Linked DNA regions of Gossypium arboreum: region 1 is linked to region 2. Evidence: chromatin contacts called from public Hi-C data. All regions are on one chromosome and are shown on one strand. The core of a region is the stretch at or near the end of the contact, and the rest is flanking DNA. Distances in the headings are between cores, read along the strand shown. Region 1 holds the start of LOC108459392. Region 2 holds the start of LOC108461005 (omega-3 fatty acid desaturase, chloroplastic-like).

Region 1 (4,871 bases), core at 1,317-3,816, 170 kb before region 2:
AAAAGATAAAATTTAATAATTGAATGATAATTTCGTACATTTTATAATTAATTGACAAAATAATACCAGTAGTTGAGAGATATAATTGTGTGGATTGATGAGGCCAATCCAATCAATAGAACGTGAAATCTACTAACATGAAATCAATTTTTTTTAATATTTTTATTTTTATCTTTTTTAATAAAACCAAAAAAACCAACTCAACCAATCAATCCAACCGAATTCTGCAAACATTAATTCAATCCAAACACGAAAATTTTAATTAAAGACCAGCTACAACCACGCCTCCGAACCCAATTTGCATCATCCCATACGATTGAATCAAGTCGAAACCCGAAACACAATAAAATTGAATTATTTTGTCTGAAAATCTCTTGGAAGTCAATGGTGGTTACCAAAAATGTTTATAGGGAGAGATGATCATTGATGCTCACATCTTTTGCCTATGATGAACAAACATCTTCAACCAGCACTGCAAGAGAAAGTTCATTTGACTTTGAACTTACCTTAAATCACAAGCCACACATTTTAACCTCTTATTTCATCAATTTAACATCTGGAAAAGTATATAAACATCAAGACCGAATGAAACGAGCAAATGCCACTATCCAAAATCACAACGAGTTCCATGTAACATAATACTACCACCAGCTTGTCAATATCACTCATTATAAATGGGATATATATATATATATATATATGTATCATTGCATATTCAAAAAGAAAACTTCTCCTACATTATCCAATTGGAAGAGAATAAACCACCTTTGAAATACATGCAGCAGTACCATAACCAGTGGATTAGAGGTGCCAAATTACGCCCCTCTATTTCAGAAAATGGATTCATATAGCAGTACATAAGCTAGAGATTACCAAAACTACGAGAGGGTCAGAGCAGTTGTACGAATACGATCATTAGTTTTTAGACTGCAAGGAAAACAATATGTGGTTAGAAACAATAAAACATCCACCAAAGGTAAAGTTTTAATATCAAGTTAAATAATTACAGCCAACCTCCATGTTTTTCGAGATTTCTTTCATTTGTTCAGCGAGTTCTTGCCTCTTCTTCTCAGCTGCATGCACCAAAGCCGGCAATTAACATCAGCAAGGTCTTTCGTTGGCTTTTTGTAGGATAATAGCAGGTTAAATTCACACACAGAATTTAGAAAAAGATCATAGTAACAGGACGAGACATGCACATACCTATACTGGAGATATCTTCTATCCTCTTTGATGTCCTCACAGCAAATCTTTGGAATGCAGGGCTGAAAAATAAAAAAACATAAAAAACCAAAGAAGATAAAAAAGAAACAAAGGTTGGTCCTCGAAGGAATCATAGAGCAATGATTAATGTAAGCAAACAAACAATCAATGAAACTAAAAGGAAAAAGAACTCAGATTGCCTAAAACTATGAGAAAACTTTCCACCGGCTATTAAAGATCAAACTTCAATGTTCAATTATTTATTTTGTTCATATGAAAATTTTATCAATCCCCCCCCCAACAAAAAAATCCAGTTCCAGATATTTTACACTGGAGATAGCATATGCCTAACATTAACAACTCTATCGAAGCAAACCAAATTTCGGAATCCTTTTCCTAGATGATTCACAAACTTTAAAAACAAAATTTGGTCTCAAGCATTTGAAAAGATATATTAAACAAAAAGTCAATACCATTTCGAATAAATTTGTACCAAAAAGGGAAAGGGGGCTGATTTTGAGGTAAAAATCTTCTCAAACCTCCTTAATCCATAATGCAAGGCATGTTGCACTATCGATGTGTGTGTGTGTGTGTGTGTGTGATTTGAGAATTGAGGCACTTTTGCTTCAAGTGAACGAACTGATGGGAAACAGAGCAGTCCCAGCAGCCAGAGAAAGAAGCTTCCATAAATAGTTAGCAAACAACAAGCTATTTTCAAGTCTTTAGAATTACACGAACAAATATTCAACCTTTCTGATCTCGAGAAAATATTTTGATTTTTTTTCTTATTCTAGAAAAAAAAATCAATAAGAAAAAAAAATCAATGGAAAATAATGAAAAATAAACCAGAGAAAAAAAGGTACCTATTTGCAAGTCTATCAACGACAAGCTCATTGACGACATAAGATATAACTCTGTGCATGAAATTTCCTCCTCCAGCCATGATCAGTTCCCAAAATCTGATAAAAAAATTAAAATAAAAACAAATATCAGATCAAAAAGCCCGAAGTCAAAAAAACCCTAATATTTTTGTTAGACAACAAAACAATCATTATGTAATTATATAAAAGGTTAAGAAAGAATTAACGCTAGGACTTATGATGATAAAGAGGAGTTTTACCTGGCAAATGAAAACGATGAAGACGATGTAGCAGGCTCCTTTGTTTCTCGAAGCTACCTGATCTCTGTTAAGGAGGCTTGAGTTTCGTTTATATCAGGCGCAGGCAGGACCGCACGAGTGTCCTTCTGAGTTGTGGGGTTGAAGCTGGGTCAGGGCTCAGGGGATTTGATGGACCATGGCGATTAACAGGCCAGAAAACTTTTTTGTTGTCTAAACGAAAAGTTTAGCTCCTTGGGCCTTTCCAATTCTTTTTCTTTGTCTTGTTGGATTTATAGAATTCTATTTTCAACAATCAAGAAATTTTATATATTCTTTTACAAGGGAAATTACAAGTTTGATACATATTCCCGGACAAAGGATCGAGACGCAACTCCTCCAATTCAAGCAAGGTCACTTGTACATAAATTTACCTCATTCATCTTTTAAAAATTAATAATGTCTCGTGTCATATCTTATAACTTTAAAAGTCAGTTCTATATGTTAGTCATTTTGTCATATTACATCAAATCTAAATGAGATACCCATAATTTTGTCAATTGAGTCTTAGTTCGATTGGCATTGGCATTATTGTCAATGCAGAAGGTCATGAGTTTGAGTACGTTGAAGTGCATTATCTTCCTATTTAAGGGTTGGGGAGGGGTTATGAGTAGTTCTAGGCATAGTATCAAAAAGAGCAGATATGATAAGAACCTTAATGAAATTAATGTTTAAAAAAAAAAAAAGATATCCATAATCTTAAAATTAGACTTGTAAGCTAAAGTGATCATTTTTGAAAGACCCACATTAAATCTTCAAACCTATATAAATAAAGGCTTGCTACCAATGCCCTATGAGGTCAGGATACCAACAATATTTTGCCTATAACCACTATGGTCAACCTAGTCATCACGAGGGATATTCGTACAACACCACCCATCTAGCCTACCAATAGTATCACTAGCAAAGCTACACGCAACCTTAGCCTTAGTACTACCATAGCTACCTAAATCAATATGAACCTCAAGTTGCAACTTGCAAATAACCCCCTACCCCTATTGCCACTAACTGACCATTCCTCCATCCAAAACAATATGAATGCGAGCCAACAATATACAAAACTACCGAAGCAACTCAAGCTCCTTCAAGAATAGTTCCAACGACATCAAGGAACATTGCAATAAAATGCCCAGCTCATACATGAATTTGAGGCACGTAAAGGCCATTAGCAAAAAAATACTAAAAGACAAGATAATGACGAATTGGGAAGGACCCTATGTAAAAAAGGTTAGCTATGAATCATATCAATTGGTACGATTCAATAGTAAGTTCATCCTAAGAATGCGTATATTATGTAGTAACACCATCCCAACTAATCTTAATATGTGAAGAGAAGGTGTAAAGATTCCCTATTTGTGATTTGTGTCATATGGTGAAGGAAACTATGAAGCATCTAATGATAGGGTGTCAATAGGTGGGGTTGATATGGTTTGAAGCATGTTATAGTATTCATGTTGATAGGCAAGTGATCAATTTTGTATTAATTAAGTCATAAAAATATGATAGGTCTTGCCCATAAATTTAGGCAATAAATGTCATTTCAAATTTGACATAGAGTACATATAAAACAAACGTATACATGAACAACTTTGATCAACATTTTTGAAAAAAAATACTATGCCTATAAATTGAAGAGGGTTGTTTGTTTTGGGGGGTAAATTACACCAATAGTCATTCAACTTTAGGGTAGCTGACAAAATAGTCACTTTGGTTTCAATTCAGTCACTCAACTTTTGAAAAATAACAAAACAGACCTTTTAACCATTTTTCGTTATAAACGTAACGGAAAAGTGGCATGCCATCCTACTATGTAAACGACCCCAAATTAAAACCCTAGTTAGGCTAGGCGATAAAAGAAGAAGAAAAAGAAGAAGGAAAAAGGATGAGAAGAAGAGAAAAAATTTGAGATTTGTGACTGAGCCAGGAATCGAGAAAAGAAAAAAAAGGTCATGGATCGCGGTGACGACGGTGAGGCAAGCTTCACAAAGAAAGGTTCCCGTGGTGAGAACGGTCGAGAGCTTTTCTTCGCCATATCCAGCCAAATGCACCATCTAATCTCTTCTCAGGTCATCTTTATTTCTTCTTCTTTGTACTAGATGCTTTGGACTTAGAATCTGCCATGGTTTAGGGATAAAACGATGCAATTGTTGCTATTTCCATTTCTTTTTCTCTATGGGATTTTTGTTTTCTTTATTACCTTTTGTCTTAAAACTTTTTATCGGTTTACTACCATGGTGATGTTTGGTAAGTATCTGATTGTGAGTGTTTTGTTGAGTACATATGGTTTGTATTGAAATGGAAACTCATTTGTCAGTTAATGGATCTTGTTGGTTATACCCATGTAAGGTCTAAACCTACAGTAGTTAATGGATGATGATGATGTTTAATGTTGACCATCATCTCTCTTTCGTGGAAAATGGAAAATGAAAACTGCATTTTTTTTAAAGTTGAGCATATTTGTGTTAGTGAAGAAGAAGAAGCAGATCACTATATTTGAAAATAGAGATTGTTG
Region 2 (5,189 bases), core at 246-2,745:
TTAATATTTAAATTTAAATAAAAATTAATAAAATATACAAACATTAAAAATTAAATTCATCGTTATCAAAAAAAAAAAAAAGTTAATACTTTGACATTTTAAAAGTACTCATTAGCCCATGTAAAACAAACAAGGTCAAAAGTGAAATAAAGATGGGAGAATAGACAGGAAAAAAAAGGAAGTGATTGTTAGCGTGTTTCATGAGCGATTAACGTGAGTTTGAGTTGGAGATTAAATTAATCAACCATTCAATGAATCATAAATTTCATCACGTGGGAGGCAGTTCCCACTCTGTGGGTTTTTCATCATTTTGTTTTTGGGGAACCGACCTTAAGAAGCTCGTGTTGAAAACCCTCCGTCCATGAATAACTGATGAAGGGAGCAGGAAATCCACTGCTACAACCGCCTACCTTTGGAAATATCAAATCTTACAACTCTTGGATTTTTGAGCCGTCCTGATTTTATATTATAAAAAAAATAAAAATCGAGTTCTCAGTTGGATATGTTGGGTTTTTCATTAAAATTCTCAAATTTCTGTAATATATTTATTAAGATTTTCTTTCTATTTTTATTTTTTAGGTTTTAACTATAATTTCTACCGTATATTTATATTATTATCTATGCTTTTGATTAAGTTAATTGGCTATTACTTTAAGTTCTTTTATAATACATTGAAAAATTAAATCAATATTAATGGTTTAATTTTATATAAAAATAAAAAATGATAAGTAAATAAATATTTTTTATAAATTAAGTAGATAAGTAATTTCTTACCACTTAAAATGGAGAAAATTTCAATCTATTTATTTCTATTAACATTGTATTATCATTTACAATATTAAAGCTTTTTTTTAAATTGACTCTGAAATGTTAAAAAAAAGGACTAAAATACAAAATAAAAATTTATAAATTAAAATATCAAATAACATCTTAAAAAATCAAATTAAAATGTTACTATAAATAATTGAGATATAACCAAAAACAAAATATTATTATAAAAATAGAGCATTATCTTTCTATTTATGAGTTGTGTAAGAATTATAAATAATTTTAAATATTATGTCAAAAAAAAGAGATATAATTAGAATCTATAATAATTTTTTTAAAAGGTAATAATATTTTTACCTTAAAACAATTCTTTAATATTTTCATTGCTTTTATTAATTTTTTAAAAGAATTTAGATCAAAAGTTTAAAAATAAGATAAAAAATATTTCAAGTGGATTGATTTTTAGTTTAATTGATTCTGTATTTAAATGTATTTTTATTTTAAAATAAGAAGAATTATGAATAAAAATATTTATAGTATAAAAATTATTTCGATATTGAGTTTAAAATTAAATAATAAAATATTTAAAAGAAAAAAAAAGGGCGGGGGTGGGGGTGGGGGGCGGGAGTGAGATTGGGAGGAGAAAAAAACGCCCGCCCTACCGGTTGCGCCAGTAATAGGGGCTGCCGAACCCGTAGAAAAAGTGAAATACACGCTCCAATGACAAGGACTGGAAATCGAGTTGAGAGTACTCGGTAACTGTATTCCATACATACCTCCATTATATATATTGAAAAAATATGTTTCTGACTCTGAACAACCTCTCCGCAGCCCGGCAACCTTAAATATAAAATCCCCCCTCCCCCCTTCTTCGTTCAGCCGCGATCCTCTCAGTGTTTGCCTATCTCTCTTTCTTTCTCACTATAGCACCCTTCTATCTCAGCCCTTTTTTATTTTCTGTTATTCTGTGAGGAGGAACATCATTAAAAAGGCGGGATCTTTGACGTTGTCGTGTAACCAAAGATTGTTACTTGTACTTACATATTTTTTTCCCTATATTTTATTCTTTTCTGAAAGCAAACCGGTGGTTGAGTTTTTCTTTTTACCTGAGTCTTCAATGGCGGGTTTCATTATATCTGGTTTAAAGCCTCTTCCTTGTATCTACGATAGACCCGTCGCTGGCGTTATCTCGAGGAGTTCTTCAAAATCCAGATTTTTAACCAAAAACAAGAATTTCCCAGATCTAAAAATATTAAATCCAATCAAATCCAGGAACTGGGGTCTAAACGTGAGTGCCCCATTTAGAGTTGCATCCGTTGAAGAAGATGAGGGAAGGAAAGAGAGGAACCATGGTATTAATGGATTTGAGGAACAAGAACAAGAGGCAGGGTTCGACCCTGGGGCGCCTCCGCCGTTTAAGTTGGCTGATATAAGAGCGGCCATACCGAAGCATTGTTGGGTGAAGGATCCATGGAAATCTATGAGCTACGTGGTGAGGGATGTCGCTGTGGTGTTAGGCCTGGCGGCTGCTGCGGTCTATGTTAACAACTGGATTGTTTGGCCTCTTTACTGGGCTGCTCAAGGAACCATGTTTTGGGCTCTTTTTGTTCTTGGTCATGACTGGTAAACTTTTTTTTTTTTTTTTTGAATTGCATTTGCGAGTTACAACCTCCTCTGTTATTAGATCTGACTGTCTTAATATGTTTCATGGATTTTGTTTCATTTCTTTGTGCAGTGGCCACGGTAGCTTTTCAAACGATCCCAAGTTAAACAGTGTAGTGGGGCATCTCTTGCATTCTTCCATTCTTGTGCCTTACCATGGATGGTATGCCTAGTATTTCTTGAAAGGTTCATCTCTTCTCCATTTGCATATGAAAAGTTTTAATTGAATTCATTTCCATTATGATTGAACTTTACAGGAGAATTAGCCACAGGACTCACCATCAAAACCATGGTCATGTTGAGAATGATGAATCATGGCACCCGGTGAGTTAATTTCTCTCTTCTTTTTTTTCTCTTATATTGAGAATGATGAATCACGGCCTTTGGTCTAAATTGTAAACACTTTTGTCAATTCAATTGCAGTTATCTGAGAAGATATACAGGAGTTTAGATACTCTAACACGAACATTGCGGTTCATATTGCCTTTTCCCATGCTTGCATTCCCTTTCTACCTTGTAAGTGTTTTCGTGGTTATTAAATTTTTGATGATTCCTATATGTTGAGAAATTAATGGTTGATTTCACTTTAAATTGCAGTGGAACAGAAGTCCGGGAAAGAGCGGTTCGCACTTCGACCCCAGCAGTGATTTGTTTGTCCCGACCGAACGAAAAGATGTTATTACTTCCACTCTATGTTGGACAGCCATGGCTGCTTTTCTTGTTGGCTTGGGTTTCACAATGGGTCCTATGCAGTTGCTTAAACTATATGGCATTCCATATTGGGTAGGTTTCAAGTTTCTTCTTTCAAGGAAACGATATCGGGAAGTAGAAAATATGATTTGACTCGTCGTTGGTTTGATGTTTAGATTTTCGTGATGTGGCTGGATGGGGTTACATACTTGCATCACCATGGTCATGAAGAGAAGCTTCCTTGGTACCGCGGGAAGGTATATGAAATTTGTTGGTCAAATTTAATATGCTAAGGCGCCTATGTTGAAATTCATATGGAAACTTACAAATAAAATAACAAATATGGATAGGAATGGAGTTACTTAAGGGGAGGTCTTACAACACTTGACCGTGACTATGGATGGATCAACAACATCCACCATGATATTGGAACCCATGTCATACACCATTTGTTTCCACAAATCCCACACTACCATTTAGTAGAGGCGGTTAGTACCTTTACGTATCTCTTTTTTTTTTTTTTTCCCACTTTGATGTTCTCTTATTTCATTTTTTTATCTAATTATTATGTTGGTATAATGTTGTGTCATAGACCGAGGCAGCGAAGCCAGTTCTCGGAAAATACTATCGAGAGCCGGAACAATCAGGGCCTTTACCTTTCCACCTCATCGGAAGTTTGATGAGAAGCTTGAAGAACGATCATTATGTTAGTGACACTGGGGATGTTGTTTACTACCAAACTGACCCAGAACTCAAAAAGAATGCTTCATAAAATAGCTCAGCCCCACAATAATGGGTGGAATTCAAGCTCTTGGCTTCAGACTTGCTAGCTTAACCATAAGAGACCTGTGCAATGAGCTTTCATTGCCATGGTAGAAGACAATTGGAGTTTCAATTTTTTTTTTTGACCTTTTTCTACGAGGAAAAAGTTAGGTACATATATATTTACTGTATTGGCATTCTACTAGTGAAGGAAAGATGTATAGTTTTATTCTTTGAACGAGAAATAGCAATTGCTTAAACCAACAAAATGAAAATGAAAATTTATCGCTTTCTTCTAAAAATTGAAGGAAGGAGTTATAAGTGTGTGAACAAGAATGGAAGTGCCGGCATTATAGTTTTGTCAATTTTGTGATGGAGAATCACATCATGTTTACCTATATTCAGTTTTGTGAAACTACTGTTTTGTTGCTTTATAGCTTTGGTAATGGATCCATTATCAACAATCCTTATCATTTGCGGTACCAATAAATTATCCTAGTTAGTTGTGTCATTTTCCTCAACTACCATTATATCAAATGGTGTCAACTTCAATCATTATTATAATATTTAATTTATTACATACATTTTTTATGTAATAAAATTTAGTATTTATTTAAAAGGTATTTCATAATTACACTTTATTTTGATCTTTTAATTTGAATTTTATCCAAATTTGATCACAATACTTTAAGATTTTACCATGTTATCCCTTGAAAATTATAAAAAAAATATTTAGATGATGAGTATCAATTTTATCAATCCATTTACATTTGTTAAGTTTAAGGATCAAAATGAATTGAATTATTGAGTTCAATACTAAAATAAACAAAAATGCAAATACTAAAATATATTTACTTGACAAGTTCAGTAACTAAAATTATATTAACCTCTAAATTTTTTATTTTATTTAGTAGTGGTATTCTATTATTAAAGGAAGTTAAGATTAAATTGTGAAATTTGGACAATGAAATTTCTTATAAAAAAAAAGTAAAAACTTTTAGATTAAAAGATAATAACAAATAAAATGATTATAATCAAATTGTTTTTCTAAATATGGAGTGTAACATCGTCATTGTCGGACTTTGTTATTGAATTTCTTCTTTTTATATATAAAATAAACAGACTATCACCATATGTTCTTGACTCCCTATAGTATCCTGTATCAGACATTGAACCACCCAGAGGCGGTTGGCTAAAAATCACCATACTCGTATCAAGATTTCTACCTATCCTTGCAATACTGTCAGCACATCTGTTCACCTCACGTTTCACATGGCGCAAAGTTAACTTTCATTTCCTACTGCAGA

What was found. Hi-C and Micro-C count contacts between places; a contact is called where the count stands out from the background.
Region 1: a Hi-C map of leaf shows a contact between it and region 2, with 2.9 times the contacts expected there. The contact joins the promoter of LOC108459392 here to the promoter of LOC108461005 in region 2. A contact is called at or near these places in 2 of 5 Hi-C or Micro-C datasets (both in leaf).

What each region holds. Positions count from the first base shown.
Region 1 is chr4:110,275,182-110,280,052 of ASM2569848v2, reverse strand. LOC108459392 reads right to left here and starts at 2,566. Exons shown (of 5, transcript XM_017758755.2): 1 at 2,324-2,566; 2 at 2,067-2,162; 3 at 1,204-1,265; 4 at 1,015-1,073; 5 at 715-927. The coding sequence starts at 2,146. The coding sequence ends at 916.
Region 2 is chr4:110,108,609-110,113,797 of ASM2569848v2, reverse strand. LOC108461005 (omega-3 fatty acid desaturase, chloroplastic-like) reads left to right here and starts at 1,495. Exons shown (of 8, transcript XM_017760755.2): 1 at 1,495-2,391; 2 at 2,504-2,593; 3 at 2,688-2,754; 4 at 2,854-2,946; 5 at 3,028-3,213; 6 at 3,297-3,377; 7 at 3,471-3,608; 8 at 3,713-4,203. The coding sequence starts at 1,886. The coding sequence ends at 3,892.